2 separate regions of the Mus musculus genome follow, and region 1 is linked to region 2. A link is a contact called in public HiChIP or PLAC-seq data. All regions are on one chromosome and are shown on one strand. Each heading gives the region's core, a stretch centred on a gene start, on an enhancer-like site or on the middle of the called end of the contact. The rest is flanking DNA. Distances are from core to core; before and after follow the strand shown.

Evidence for each region. HiChIP or PLAC-seq counts read pairs in DNA pulled down with a chosen protein or histone mark.
Region 1: an H3K27ac HiChIP or PLAC-seq map of embryonic stem cells shows a contact between it and region 2, with 11 read pairs. The contact joins the promoter of Msantd3 here to the enhancer-like site in region 2. A contact is called at or near these places in 10 of 39 promoter capture datasets (the 3T3-L1 cell line, 3T3-L1-derived adipocytes, cranial neural crest and 5 more), 30 of 484 Hi-C or Micro-C datasets (the AML12 cell line, the C2C12 cell line, cortical glia and 13 more), 10 of 115 datasets of contacts at active chromatin or transcription factors (craniofacial prominence, embryonic basal ganglia, embryonic limb bud and 4 more) and 3 of 9 other capture datasets (adipose tissue, liver and pancreatic islet).

What each region holds. Positions count from the first base shown.
Region 1 is chr4:48,535,974-48,542,842 of GRCm38.p6, reverse strand. Msantd3 (Myb/SANT-like DNA-binding domain containing 3) reads right to left here and starts at 2,762. Exons shown (of 3, transcript NM_001145924.1): 1 at 2,572-2,762.
Region 2 is chr4:48,487,457-48,494,519 of GRCm38.p6, reverse strand. No RefSeq gene overlaps it. Among named protein-coding and RNA genes, the nearest start is that of Tex10, 18 kb to the right of the region's middle. Within about 2 kb of position 2,874, at least 29 of the 459 cell types and tissues checked have an H3K27ac peak or open chromatin away from gene starts, as enhancers often do. A contact at or near this core is called in craniofacial prominence and embryonic stem cells, where this site is marked.

The sequences.
Region 1 (6,869 bases), core at 1,513-4,012, 48 kb before region 2:
CTCATTCAACTACTGTTCAACATTCTCTGGACTCCACGGAGCAAGTAGCTTACAAGTTCTATGTACACTGCAAGTGCATTTTTTAAAGAGAGAGACTGTCACGGCTGAGACTCAGCAGCATGGATAGATGAAAGGCAGGAGGTCACACAACACTCAGAATCTCTGCCATGGGGCTCCAACTGGCCCCGAGTCTCTAGGGAAGGAGGTGACCCACTCTTCTGCAAGCACACTGTCCATCACAAACGTCAACCAGTAGCACTTCCCACACGCTCTGTAATTTACCCTTTGTGTCCACCTCCCTCTCTGAAATGGGAAACTCCTAAGGAAAGATATAATTTCTGACTCATCTCTGCATCTCGGCATGTAGCATGACTCAGCAATGGACTGGCACTCTGGAGACCTTTTTTTTTTTAATGAATGAATGAATGAATGAATGTCCTATAGCCAGGAAATACAGTGAAGTGCTGTTTGAGTTCCCTGCCAACTACTTGAGGGGGAAAAAAAAGTCATATTCTCTCACATGCACAAACTATAATCATAAGGTGAGTGATAGTCAGGAAATAGATGAGGTCCCAGCTGTCTATCTCCCCCAGAGCACTTGCTCTTTCCACTGGGCATCTCTGTGTACCCCCAAATTCTCTTCTGAGTCCTAGTTTGAAACAAAACTCCTTTATCCAACAAGTCTGTCAGGCACACTCATGGGAAAGGTGTAAGAAATTGGGAGAGGGCAGGGTGCCTTCTCTGAGAAGGGGCCAGCCATGCTTCCAGCAGGCTGTGGACTAAAGCGCCCAGTTCCTTTCCTTACTGCCCTCCCCCCCTACTGCCGCCCCTGGATATTTCCTGTCCTCCTCATTTTTTTCATGCAGGCTACAAAGCCTTTCTCCCCCATCCCAAACTGAAACTCAAAAGTTTCTTCAAGCCCACTGGGACACTTAAGTGAGGAAGGGTCGCAACTCCCCTTCTTCACATCAGTTAGGCCGCTGCTAAGTTAACCACTTATCAACCTTGGGGGCTGTTTGCTATCGTCATCTCCCGAAACACAAACAAACACTGCTACCAGGAACCCCTGCATCCCAAGTCGCAGAACGCTTTTCCAGGCCTAACGACAGGGTCTGCATGGCTTCTGAACGCTTTCACCCTGCTGCAGGAGTAAAGAAAGACAACTTCTGATCTTTCTTCAGGACCTCTCCTGCTACCTCCTCAGAATGGACCTGTCGCAAGACGCAGCTGTGGGGAGAGTAAGCGGATGACCCCATCTTTCTCCGGGTTTTGAAATACTTTTTCTCCATCCCTTTTCTTGCTCTCCGGTCTCAAACTCTCGTAGCTGGCCTCAATCCTAAACTCAGGAACTATTTTATTAACTTTCAACAATTTCCTGGGTAACTACACACGCATGGTCTCTTCGGATATGCGAAAATCCCACACACACAACTCAGGCCCTATTATTCCAGCTCCAGTTTTAAATGTGTGAAAATATGTGTCTTTATCCTAGAACCATTATCCTAAGTACCGCAAAACATTTTGTACTTATCATAGCAATAAAACATCCATTCTCAATAATCACAACAGGAGACTAAATTCTTGTTTCTTACTCCAACATAAAAACCCTTCCTGCAATTTACAGATTGCCCGTGCGATGGTTTAATAATTCAAGCCAACTGTTTAGGACCTAGGGCCTGGGACATGAAGTGCTTAATTTTAGCTATCAGCCGACACACATTATCTCTCACAATAGTACTTGGGGGTGGGTATTACATCACACCCTACTCCCCCATTATAGAAACATCAACCCAGCAGCCTCAGAGTAAAGGAGCTTTCCCAAGGTCAGTCGGGCAGGGATGTGATGCACTATTTCCTTCTAAGATCCTCTTTAGGAGGGACCCAGCCCTTTATACCTCTGGACCGGACTGGAGGAGGCAGGGGGTCTCAATGGAGACAAGTACTGAAAAGCGGTGAGCACAGTTCCCCCGCACACAGTGGGGATATGTGGACCGGGGCTCCGCGGGGTCAGCCGGGTTTCCCCCCAAGAGCCTCCCGGGCCCCGGGCTCCAAGCTCCCGTCCCGGGAGCTCCAGCGCGTCTGCGAGGCCCGCGCGCCGGCGCTTTGTACGCGGCAGGCCGGCCGGGCTCCCGGGGCACCGCGGCGCGCGCAGGCGGCCGTCGGCCTGCGGGGAGGAGGGCGCGGCGGCTCGGCCCGGGAGCCCGCCAGACCCCCGCGCTCCCGCTCCGCCCGCTTTCCCCGCCGGCCGCGGCCCTCCGGGCCTCAACCTCCTACCTGCAGCGGCGGCGCGGCGGCCGCAAGTCCCGGGGAGGGGCGCGGAGGCGCGGGCGCGGCGGCCTGGGCTGCTCTGGCGGGCTGGGCGGCCGGCAGGGCCGCGGGCTCCAGGCGCCGGGCGGCCGCGCGCCCCCGGCCGGCCAGGCCCCGCCGCGCGCGCCGCGGCCACAAAGCCCCGCGCCGCCGCCCCCTCGCGGGCCGCTGCCGCCTGCCGCTCCGTGGGCGCCGCGGAGGGCGGGAGCGCGGCCCCGTGCAGTCCCCCACCTTCCCGAGCCCCGGTTCCGCCGCGCTGCCCACCTTGGCCCGGGAGCTGCGGAAGGGGCCCGTCTCCGCCAACAACAAAAGAATGCATTTTCCCACACCGGGGATGTGGCAGTCGCCCGCACGAGTTAGCGCGAGCCTCCTGACTGACGTGGGCCCTTTTCGTCGGGGACTCCACGAGGCTGGGAACGGCACCCCTTCCTACTCTGAGTTCAGCGCCAACTTTTGTGATTCTAATGGGCGGGATGTGTCTCCAGAGATGGGGTGTGCGCTCCCCCTCCCCCCAAGGACCCCGGCTACGTGCACCGACCTCAGGACACGACTCAGACCCTGTGTGCCTACCCAGTGGGACCCAAGGCGCGCTGCGACGAATGCCGGGCGGCTTAAACAACTGGGGGCAGGGGTCCTTCTGCCGACAAGGCCTTCACCCCTCCCCCCAGGATGAAGACGGTTTCTTTTGCCATAGATCCGTGAAGAAGATTCCAAGCCCAGAGAAGGGCAAAGAGAAGGTTCTCAAACTTTTTCTTTTTAAGCGAGATGAAACTCAACCAAGCGTAGAGATAACAATTTAAAAATAAACAATCCTGTGGCACTCATTACACTTAGAATAGCCAACGATAATCACTTCACCTCCTTATTCTTAAGGGTTCCATCCGAAGGAAACCCCCGCACCAATTACGTAGTCACTCCTTTGCCTAGTCCCTGAAAACCATTAATCTCTTTTCTGTTTCTATCGATTTACCTTTTTGTACATTTCATGTAAATGGAGTCGTGTGTCTTTTTGGAGCACGCGGCAGGTTGTGTGTATGTGTGTATGTGTGTGTGTGTGTGTGTGTGTGTGTGTGTGTGTGTGTGTGTGTGTGTAGTTGGGGGTGGTACTCACTAAGCTGCCCAGGTTGGCATTGAACTCTGGGGCCCAGGCAGCCTACAAATCTACAAACCTCCTGCCTCAGCTTCCCTAGCTCGTAGCTGATATCACAGGCCAGCTTCATTGGGCCTGGTCACTCTGGCCAGGTCAAAGAATCCAAACAAGGTTCATCCAGATTGTAGCATGCCTCTTACTTCATTGCTTTTTGTGGCTACATAAGCTGACCATTGTGTATTCTACAGTTTGCATATCTGTTCTTACAGAAATTAGTGGATGTTTAGATTATTTCCACCTTTTGGCTAATGTGAACTGGTTCTCTGAAAACCCCTAGACATGCATTTGTCTAAAGAACCTGTTTCCAATTCTTTGGGATACATACTTAGAGTAGAATTTCTGGATCATATGTGGTAATGTGGCCATGTGTAACTTTGTTGTTGCTTTTTGAGGCAGGGTCTCCTCTAGCCCAGGCTAGCCTCAAACTTGCTATGAGGCAGAGAATGACCTTGGATTTCAGATCCTCCTGCTTCTGCCTCTGGAATGCTGGAATTACAGGCATGAGTCACACATTCAGTCTTTAAACAGGTGATCATCCGGTTTTTGAACTGGGGAAAGAACAGAGAGACAGCCTAACATTTTCTGGTATGGAGGCAGAAGCACCTATAAAATACTAGACTAGAGAGTTGTAACTACTTTTTCTGCCTTGTGTTAACAATAACTTATCTACTGTCCCAGGAGCTTTGAAATTGCCCAGAGTCAGGAAACTGACTGGTGGGTGGGGAGGGTGCTATTGGCTAACAAACTTTATGATTTGCACTTAGGCCTTCCAAGTAATGTCAGATCGGAAGTCCTTAAAGATATTGTTCTGAGGATGTAACCAAAGGAAAACTATTAGCCGGGCGTGGTGGCGCACGCCTTTAGTCCCAGAACTTGGGAGGCAGAGACAGGCAGATTTCTGAGTTCGAGGCCAGCCTGATCTACAAAGTAAGTTCCAGGACAGCCAGGGCTATACAGAGAAACCTTGTTTCGAAAAACAAAACAAAACAACAACAACAAAAAACAAAAAGGAAAACTATTGGACTGAAATTTGAAGATCAATTTAGATTGGAAATTTGATTGATAGGTAGTAAAGTATGGGCAAGCAGGAGATGTACCACGAGGACCTATATACTACATATTTCTTCATGACATATTTTCTCTTCCTTGAATCTGTGTTCTCATTGTTTATGAGGGAGTTAACAATGCCTACGTGATGGGGTGGTGTCTTAGTCAGGGTTTCTATTCCTGCACAAACATCATGACCAAGAAGCAAGTTGGGGAGGAAAGGGATTATTCAGCTTACATTTCCACGTTAGTTCATCACTAAAGGAAGTCAGGACTGGAACTCAAGCAGGTCAAAAAGCAGGAACTGATTCAGAGGCCATGGAGGGATGTTACTTACTGGCTTGCTTTCCCTGGCTTGTTCAACCTGATCTCTTATAAAACCAAGACTACCAACCCAAGGATGGGACCACCCACACTGGGACCTCCCCCCTTGATCACTAATTGAGAAAATGCCTTACAGCTGGATCTCGTGGAGGCATTTCCCCAACTGAAGCTCCATTCTCTTCATAACTCCAGCCTGTGTCAAGTTGACACAAAACTAGCCAGTACAGGTGGGTAAAACCTTCAACCTGAACCTCAATAAATGGTCAGAGTTCTCTGTTTAAAGTGCTGAAGGTTGGCCTGAGCCACATGAAGACATACTGCTAAGAAGACATTTGACCACGAGTTTCTCCTCAAATCAAGAGAGTCAGGCTAGCTTCAAAACTAATATGGCCAGGGTGACAACTCAAATCCCTAACACAATGTCTTCATCTTGTCTGACTCGCTGTTTCCTGACTAGGGGTGGCAAACTACCCTGGTCAAGTTTTTAGCGTGGCTGTTCAAGTGTTAACATCTGTATAGTGGAGCAACACCTACTTAATAGGGCCATTTCAATGAGATGGTGAATACAGAGGGCTTGGCCGTGAGCTAGTAAATAGAAAATACTATCGTATGTATCGATAACAAAGCTATTTTAAGTTCTCCAAGGAAAATATGCACAGAAGAGCAAAATTAACACAGAAACCAGTAAGTAAAGCTATGTGGGGAAAAGGTGATGGCATACCCCTGCCTCAGGGCATTGCAGCCCACTCCCACAATGTTTATTAGTGCTAGTTGAAAAGAGCTTTAAGCATGCGCTTGATTGCTCTGGCCCAGGCTTACCAAGCAGTCTTGACATAGCAGCTGGTGGCTACAAAAGCTTTCTGAAGGAGAGAATACAGATTGAGCAACTAACCTGAATACAGCAGGGTTCTGAAAAATCACAATGTTCTTTGCAAATTGATGTTTCCTTTATCTCTCTGCCTGTTACTATTTTGAGTGGACGAAGCCCCCGGAATCTAACTGAGAATGGATATTAGAAACTATTTTAAAGTGGCTTTTCTACCAAGCAACAGAGTCGCATCCGGCCTTTTCAAAGGACGATATTTATTTAATCTGAGGCAAATTGGAAAGACAGAACCAGTATGAGCTGGAGGATCTGCAGGTATCTAAAAGCCACTAGGGACCAATCTTTATATACTTAGTTCCAAGTTGCTAATCCTTCTCCCCCGCCCCCCCCGCCCCCCCTTTTTTTTATTGTTTGACAGTCTTTCTATGTAGCGTAAACTTGCCTCCAGCTCCTCACCATCCTGCCTCTGGCTCCCGTACACTGTGATTACAGGAGGGCACCACCACATTAACTTTGTCAGTGTGTCTTTCCATATCTCTTTCTATCCTGCCTTCTTTATTTTCTCTGTGTCTTCTCTTTCTTCCTCTTGTCACATCTTTCTCTGTATATGTGCCCGTTCTCCATCTCCCAGCCTGCTTCCTCTGCTTAACTATCTTGCACCTAGCCATAACGGACGTCACTGTCACTGTCACCATCACCCCAGACTATGGTGAGTGCGGAAATGCCCTCTCCCTTGGTTCATATTTACACAGATAAAAAGCAAACAGGCTGAGCTCATTGCACCAAACAAGGACAAGCCAAGCATATGTGTTGGTTGCTTTTGGTTTAGAAATCCACTTCAGGTCCAATACATAGTTCTGGCGTGGAGGATGGGGATCACCAGTTGCAAAATAACCACCCAATATAATGGGACTACAAATGGGAGAATTCACCAAAGGGTAGCCTGGGAAGATGGACACACTGGAATCCTTGTATTAATAGGACTCTATTTCTCGAACAAAATATTTAGGATAAATTAGAGTTAAGTGTTCGTCTTATGCTTCATCAAAAAAAAAAAAAGTGTTTTGTAACAAAGACCATTATAGAAAACCACAACGGATTAAAATGCAAAGAACCAGTGTGCATAGGGTACCCAGCACGGGTGGAACATCTACAACAGAGTACCCGAGGCTCAGGGAATGTGGATGACACAGTAGAAAGATTGTAAGAATCAGA
Region 2 (7,063 bases), core at 1,625-4,124:
TAGGCCCAAAAGTCTAAGATCAAGGTGGCTCATGGTGATTGACAGTTCTGAAGAGTGAGGGTCCAAGAAACAGCATCTCTGATGTCCAAGAACAGGAAACAGAACTTTTGACTCAGGAAGAATTCATCTTTTTTGTGCTACTTGTTTGCTAGATGAATTGGGAGAAACCCACTTCTATCGGCAAGAACAGATATTTAACTAATGTAATATTGTGATTTTTTTTTAATTCTGGGAATGTACTATAAGTGACATTGTATAGTATCCTGTGGGGCTTTGGGCTCTGCACAGACAGGCTGGTCTCCAGTTGAGCTGAGGTCTGAACCCCGGTGGTGATAATTCACCTTCATGACATGGTAGGTGTTCCCTCATGCTCCTGGAACTCTGGCTCCTGCCTAAGTTACTGCCTCCCACAGCCCCCACAAGAGAAGTATGGCTAGAAGTCACATAGGCAATGGCCTAAGCTTCTGATCTTCAGGCTAAACTCCTCCTCAGTTACCTAGCAACAGTAAAGGCCATAAAAAGGGCTGTTCAGCTCCACCTCACTCTCTTACTTCTCAGTGCTCTCCTCTTACCTCTTACCCCTCACTCAAACCCCTTCTCTCCTCTCTTTTGTCTTCTCTCCTCTTCCCTTTCTTTTTGTTTTCTTCTTTCCTCTCTCCTCTCCTCTCACTCTCTCCCTCTTTCTCTTTCTCTGTAGCCTTTCCTCTTTCTCTCTCTCTCCCTCTCTCTCTCTTTACCTTCTCTCTTCCCCCCTGCATTTCTATAATAAAGCTCTAAAACCATAGACTGTCTCTGTTCATCAAGGCCCACTGCACTTGGAGGATGGGACAGGCTTTCTCTTAAAGAGCCATTTCTAATCTCCCATTAAAAGGCCTTCCTGTGCTCCAGTCAGATCCGCTGCACTCACTCTCGCAGGTGTTGGGAACCTCTTTCCTCATCTCTCTCTCCTATAACCCCGGGGCTTTAGCAAAGTAGCTCCAGGGTTCCCAGGTAAGGCTGCCCCTTGGCCACTCTCTGAAGAGTGGGTCAGAGGCTTGAATGCCTACCCAGGGATGAGTGGCAGGTGTATGACAGCCCTCCCACGCCTGATTGACCAGAGAATAGGTGGAACTCTGGCAGGGTGTGGGTTTTTCCTCCCCCATCTTCCCCTGGGCCCCCTTTTTAGTTCCCAAAAGTATCCTTTTGAAATTGTATCCCATAATTATTCCCTAGAGATTCATCCATTTTCTTCACATGTCAATAACACAATCTTCTCTCTTATTGAGTAATATTTTATCACTTTAATGTATGACAGATTATTTATTTTCCAGTTTAGGGCTCTGGTAAATAAAACTATGATGTATATCCTTAAGTAGTTTTTTAAAATGTACATGAGATAAGATTTCTCTGGGAATCTTTTTTTACTTATTTTGAACTACCTTATAACCAGATCAACATAAATAGAGGGCAACACGAAAGTTTATAAAGGCTAGTAAAACTTGTTTGGGAGGTTCTGAGTTTGAGAATGTGTTTAGCAAAACTCCTCTTAGCAGTAATACGTAGTATAAATGACTAGAAAAAAAGTTAATGATATCTTAAACTCCTCTTTATACCCAATGCTCTAGTCTAATGTAGGCATTTGTTCCTTTGAATGGAGACTAATAGATACAATTAATAGGAGAGCTTTGATATGAACTGACTTCCTGCACTGAACCAAACAGACCAAACCAAAATGGAGTTGAGCATGCTGAGATTTCATCTCATCAATCAGTGGCTAAACTTTATTTGACCTTCCTAGATATCTGGAAAGAAAAAAATACCGCCTGTCCAGACATGGCCAGTGTTAGCCGGCATGAGCAGAACAGGAAGTGTTAGTCATTATGAGGAGAGTGTATCTGCTTTTACTGCTAAACAGAAAATAACTTTGAAATGGCCAAATCTACTTTTGGAGATTTCTGTTTTCTTATGGGCTTTTGTGTCTAGAAAGCCAGCCCTCTCTTTTCAAATATAGAGCATGCAATCTATTTTGAGGGACCAAAGTATTGCCCAACTTTAAAATCATAAAAAGCCACTTCACCTCCTTAAATGTGTAGTTTTTGTCTTTCCTCAGCCAACACAAGGACACAAATGACCCTATCTAGCACTTCCTTGGATTAAGCAGTAGAGACGTTGATGACCCCTTTTGGAGTTTCCAGCCTTCATTTCAGGGCCTCAAGGTTTGTAAGTCCCTTGTATGACTCTGTTCTCAAGTATTTTTGCATTCCAACTAAGTGAAAAGTATCAAAGACCAATGTGCATTTAATAAAACTAAAGGGTTTATTAACAATATTCCAGCTGTGGCTGTGAAGCATCAGTCCTTCTACACGGCTGCTGGAAAAAGATCTGACTTCTGTGGTCTAACTATGGCGTCTACAGAGAAGTGTTGTTCACATACCACTGTCAGGTAGAGAAGCAATGAGCAAGACCACTACAGTTGGAGACCACATCATGGTAGCAGTTAGGAACATAGGCTCAAAACCAAACAAACTAGGGTGAAATTCTCACTCCTCCACTTACACATTATATAACTTTGAAGAACTTGTTTAACCTCCATGTCCAAGTCCATTGTGTAGGCATTGTGTTTGGTTTACTGTGTAAAGTTTACCCTTGGGTTATTCAAATGCAGATGTCTCTGCCCTCCTATATTGCTTGTTTCAATTTGGATATGGCATTGTAATTCTTATACCAAGAATCTCCTTTCTCAAGTTTCTGTAAACAGTTCTTACTATTTATTTTCTGCTTTGTCAATAAATGCTGGTCATCCGATGGCTGGGCAGAATAGAGAATAGGGTGGGACTTTCACCAGCCAGAGGAAAGAGAGGAGATTCAGATTGTAGCCTCCCCTCCTCTGCCTGAAATCTGCTTGCTCAGGTTTCATTGTTTACATCGGGGTGGAGCTTGCCGCTCAATCATTCTGCCATGCCCACTGCTGGTGCCTGCCGCTTTGCTCTTCCGGAGCCATACACGTGGTCACCCTGCTACTGGACTCCAGGATTATTTGGCGGGAATCGGGGCCCCTTCCCCTCCTTCTTAACTGAATGTCGAATTAGTAAAATTGAGCTTTGATCAGAATGACTGATATTAGCTACATATTTCTCTCGCACCGCCTAGCGCCCCTCCCCCCTTCTCTTCCAGGTTTCCAAGATGTCTTTCCAGACTAGAACCCGGACATGTGAGCCGCTGGCTGGACACAACATCAGATCAGCCAGCAGAATGGGGAAATAGGAGCCATGGAAAAGGGGTCTGAAGATCCAGATCAATAATAATATGGAAGTATTATGGGCTGGGGCTGGGAGGTAGCCTGATTGTCATAAGAGGCAAAAATAGATTAATAAGTGCTCAACTACTGAGGTGCATTTTTCAATAAATCTTTTCTTTTTCCTCTGTTTTTTGGGTAGTAGCCTAAGGTAAAGAAATATAGCCACCTGATTAATTCACTTTTTATATTTGTATTAAGGATAATTCATTTGCACCATAGAGTTATAATAAGACTATCTTCCACAATCTTAATAAGAATTAAGTATCTTGAGCTGGGTATGATGATGCCAACCTATAATCCCAGGACCTGGAAGGCTGAGGCAGAAGGTTTGTGAGTTAGTGACCAGCCTGGACTACATAGGAAGATCTTGTCTCAACAAAACAACAAACTGTTGATTTTATAAAGCACTTTCATAGTGCTGTGATAGTTTGAATGAGAATGGCTCCCATAGGCTCATAGATTCGAATGACTGGTCCTCAGTTGATAGAACTGTTTCAGGAGGATTAGGAGATAGGACCTTGCTGACGAAGGTTTCCCTGGGAGTGAGCTTTGAGGTTTCAAAACACCATGCCACTCCTAGTTCGTGACCTCTGTCTCTGTCTCCCTTCTAGTCTCTCTTTCTCTCTCTCTCTCTCTCTCTCTCTCTCTCTCTCTCTCTCTCTGTGTGTGTGTGTGTGTGTGTGTGTGTGTGTGTGTGTATTTCTGTGCCTCTACTAGTAGATTAGCTGTAAGCTCTCAGCTACTGCTCCAACACTATGTCTGCCTGCCTGCCGCCACAATGGTCATGCAGTAAGCTCTGTGAAATCATGAGCCTCCAAAATAAATGCTTTCTTTTATAAGTTGCCTAGGTCATGGTGCTTTGTTACAGTAATAGAAAAGTAGCCAAGATGAGTGCCTAGAACAAATTAAGTTCTTGGTGATGGTGGCTGGTGAGCTTTCATGATTTTCATTTAAGGATCTCAAAGCAGTAATCTTCATCAGTGTGTGTCCTAGTTTGTTCTCTGTCACTGTGATAAAACACTAGACAAAAGGCACTTGGGGAGAAAAGGGTGTAGTACATCTTACAGGTTAGAGTCCATCATCAAAGGAAGTCAGGGTATGAACTCAGGTAGTAAGCTAGAAGCAGGAACTGAAGCAGAGTCCATGGAGGAATGCTGCTTATTAGCTTGCTCCTTCTGGTTTGCTCAACTCCACTTCTTATTCAAGCCAGGACGACCTGGCCAGGAATGGCACCAAGCACAGTGGGCTGGGCTCTCCTACTTCTATTAGCAATTAAGAAAATGCTGGGCGTGGTGGCATACACCTTTAATCCCAGCACTCGGCAGGCAGAGGCAGGTGGATTTCTGAGTTCGAGGCCAGCCTGGTCTACAAAGTGAGTTCCAGGGCAGCCAGGGCTATATAGAGAAACCCTGCTAACTCACTGGCAGCAATTCCTCAGTTGAGTGTTTCTCTTCCCATAGGTTGATAACAGACAATAACTATAGCAGTGTGATTTTCATTTTCTTATTATAAAGCATGCTTAGCTTGATCCCAGAACAGGTTGTGTTAGCTTTCTACTACCATGACAGAATATCTGAGAAAATCAGTTTAAAGGAGGAAGGCCTTATTTCGGTTCAAGGTCACAGAGCATCAGTCCATGGTGACTAGGCTCATTTCTCTTGGGTGAGTCAGGTTCTGAACAGAGGACAGAGTACCTCACAGCATCTGGAAGCAGAAAGAGTAAAAGAGGAAGAGCCTGGAACAAAACACATCCTTCAGGGGCACATTCCCAATGACTCACTCTCTATGAGTAGACCTCATCTCCTAGACTGTCTACTCCCACCTAATAGCCATTAAGCTATAGATCCATCAGTGGGTTAACCCACTGAAGAGACCCTTCATTCCACCTCACCTCCCACATTCCAACCTCTGAACATCACTATATTAGGATCATGTCTTCAATACCTGAGCTATTGGGGATCATTTTTGATCTAAATTATAATGTTTATTCCTCATAATTGAGTAACGTCTTTTATACTCTAGAATTATAGTTTCTAGGCAATGAAATGAAGACACTTGAACTTCTAAGTGAATCAACTATTTAATAAGGCTGGGGTTTAACCTTATTACCTGTGACTCATCAGTCTGGCTGGGGCTAAAATTCTTCTGCTGAATGTTTATCACCTTAGAGGAAGCAGCCAAGGAGCAAGGCAGACTGAGAGACAAAATTAGATTTGAGTCTCTTAGACATATTAGTGAGAAGACGAGCCAGGGATGCATGTAGTTCAGTTGGTAGAGTGCTTGCCTAGCATGCATGAAGCCTTGGGTTCAGTCTTCAGGATCATATAAACAGACATCATGGACCATGCCTGTAATCCAAGTACTTTATAAGTACAGGTAAGAGGATAAGAAGTTTAAAGTCATCCCTGGCTACATAGTGAATTCAAGCCTAACCTGGGATACAGGAGACCCTATCTCAAATGCGCACACGAACACACACACACGAACACACACACACACACACACACACACACACATACATGCTGTAATTTAAAACTTAAAAAAAATTAATTAGAAAAAAGTATTTATTGATGAATATTCTTTTTTCATATTTGGAAATCACTTTCATAGTTGTTTTAATTCACTAATTATGATAGCCATTGGAATAATAAAAATAAATATTTGATATGCATGAATAAATGTAATGTGTTGTAAATATAGTACATATAGCTGCTTTGTGAAGATCAAAGGAATATACATTAAAGATAGATGCAGTCTGCCCATCTTGTGCATGTTTATTCAAAATGCAAGAAACTTTAAATAATATAAAACCACTATAAAGTGATTGGGTTAATAGAGATTCTAAGTGAAAAAAAGTCTATTGTGTGTTTCCCAAGAGAAACCAGAGGGAACCCAGGCCTTTGGAATCTTAGAAGTGCTAATGTAGCAATTAACAGCCTAAAGAGAGAGGTACTGTAAAATTATTGTCATGAATAGTTTACACTTAGCAATGGTGTTTTTATCAAGCTAGATTTTAAAAAGCACCATGGTAAATATTTAATTATAAGAAAAGAGGCTGCATGTACATTAGTACACCCCAAAGTGACACATAAATTTCAAAGAAAGGCAACCATCTTACTCATTAACACTTTCTACAAGAACCCCGTGATGAAAGAATTTTCAAGTACAAGTTAACAGAACTACACACAAACACGCAATTGTGGGTAATGCTGTGTTGGTGTTCTTGACCATGTTATTTATTTCATCATGTATATTGTCTTAGGGTTTCCATTGCTGTGTAGAGACACTGTGACCAAGGCAACTCTTATAAAGGACATTTAATTGGGGCTGGCTTACAGGTTCAGAGTTTCAGTCCATTATCATCAAGGTGGGAGCATGACAGCATCCAGGCAGGCATGGTGCTGGTGGAGCTGAGAGTTCTACATCTTGTTCTGAATGCAAACAGGAGAAGCCTGGCTTCCAGGCAGCTAGGAGGGAGGTCTTTCAAAGCCCACCCCCAAAGTGGCACACTTCCTCCAACAATGCCACACCTCCTCCTAATAGTGCCACTTCCTAGGCCAAGCATACTCAAACCACTGCATATATGGATATCAGAACACTGTATTTGATATCCTTAAACACAGTGGATATATCCCTTACATATGATTTTTGAAAAAATTACTAAGTTACTTTGCTAGGGAGGATTCAGAAAACAAGCACGGCTAAAGTATAGGTCCACGGTGTCTGTTTGAAATATTTCTGCCAGATGAATATGGTGCCTGTAGAGGCCAGAAGAGGGCATCCATT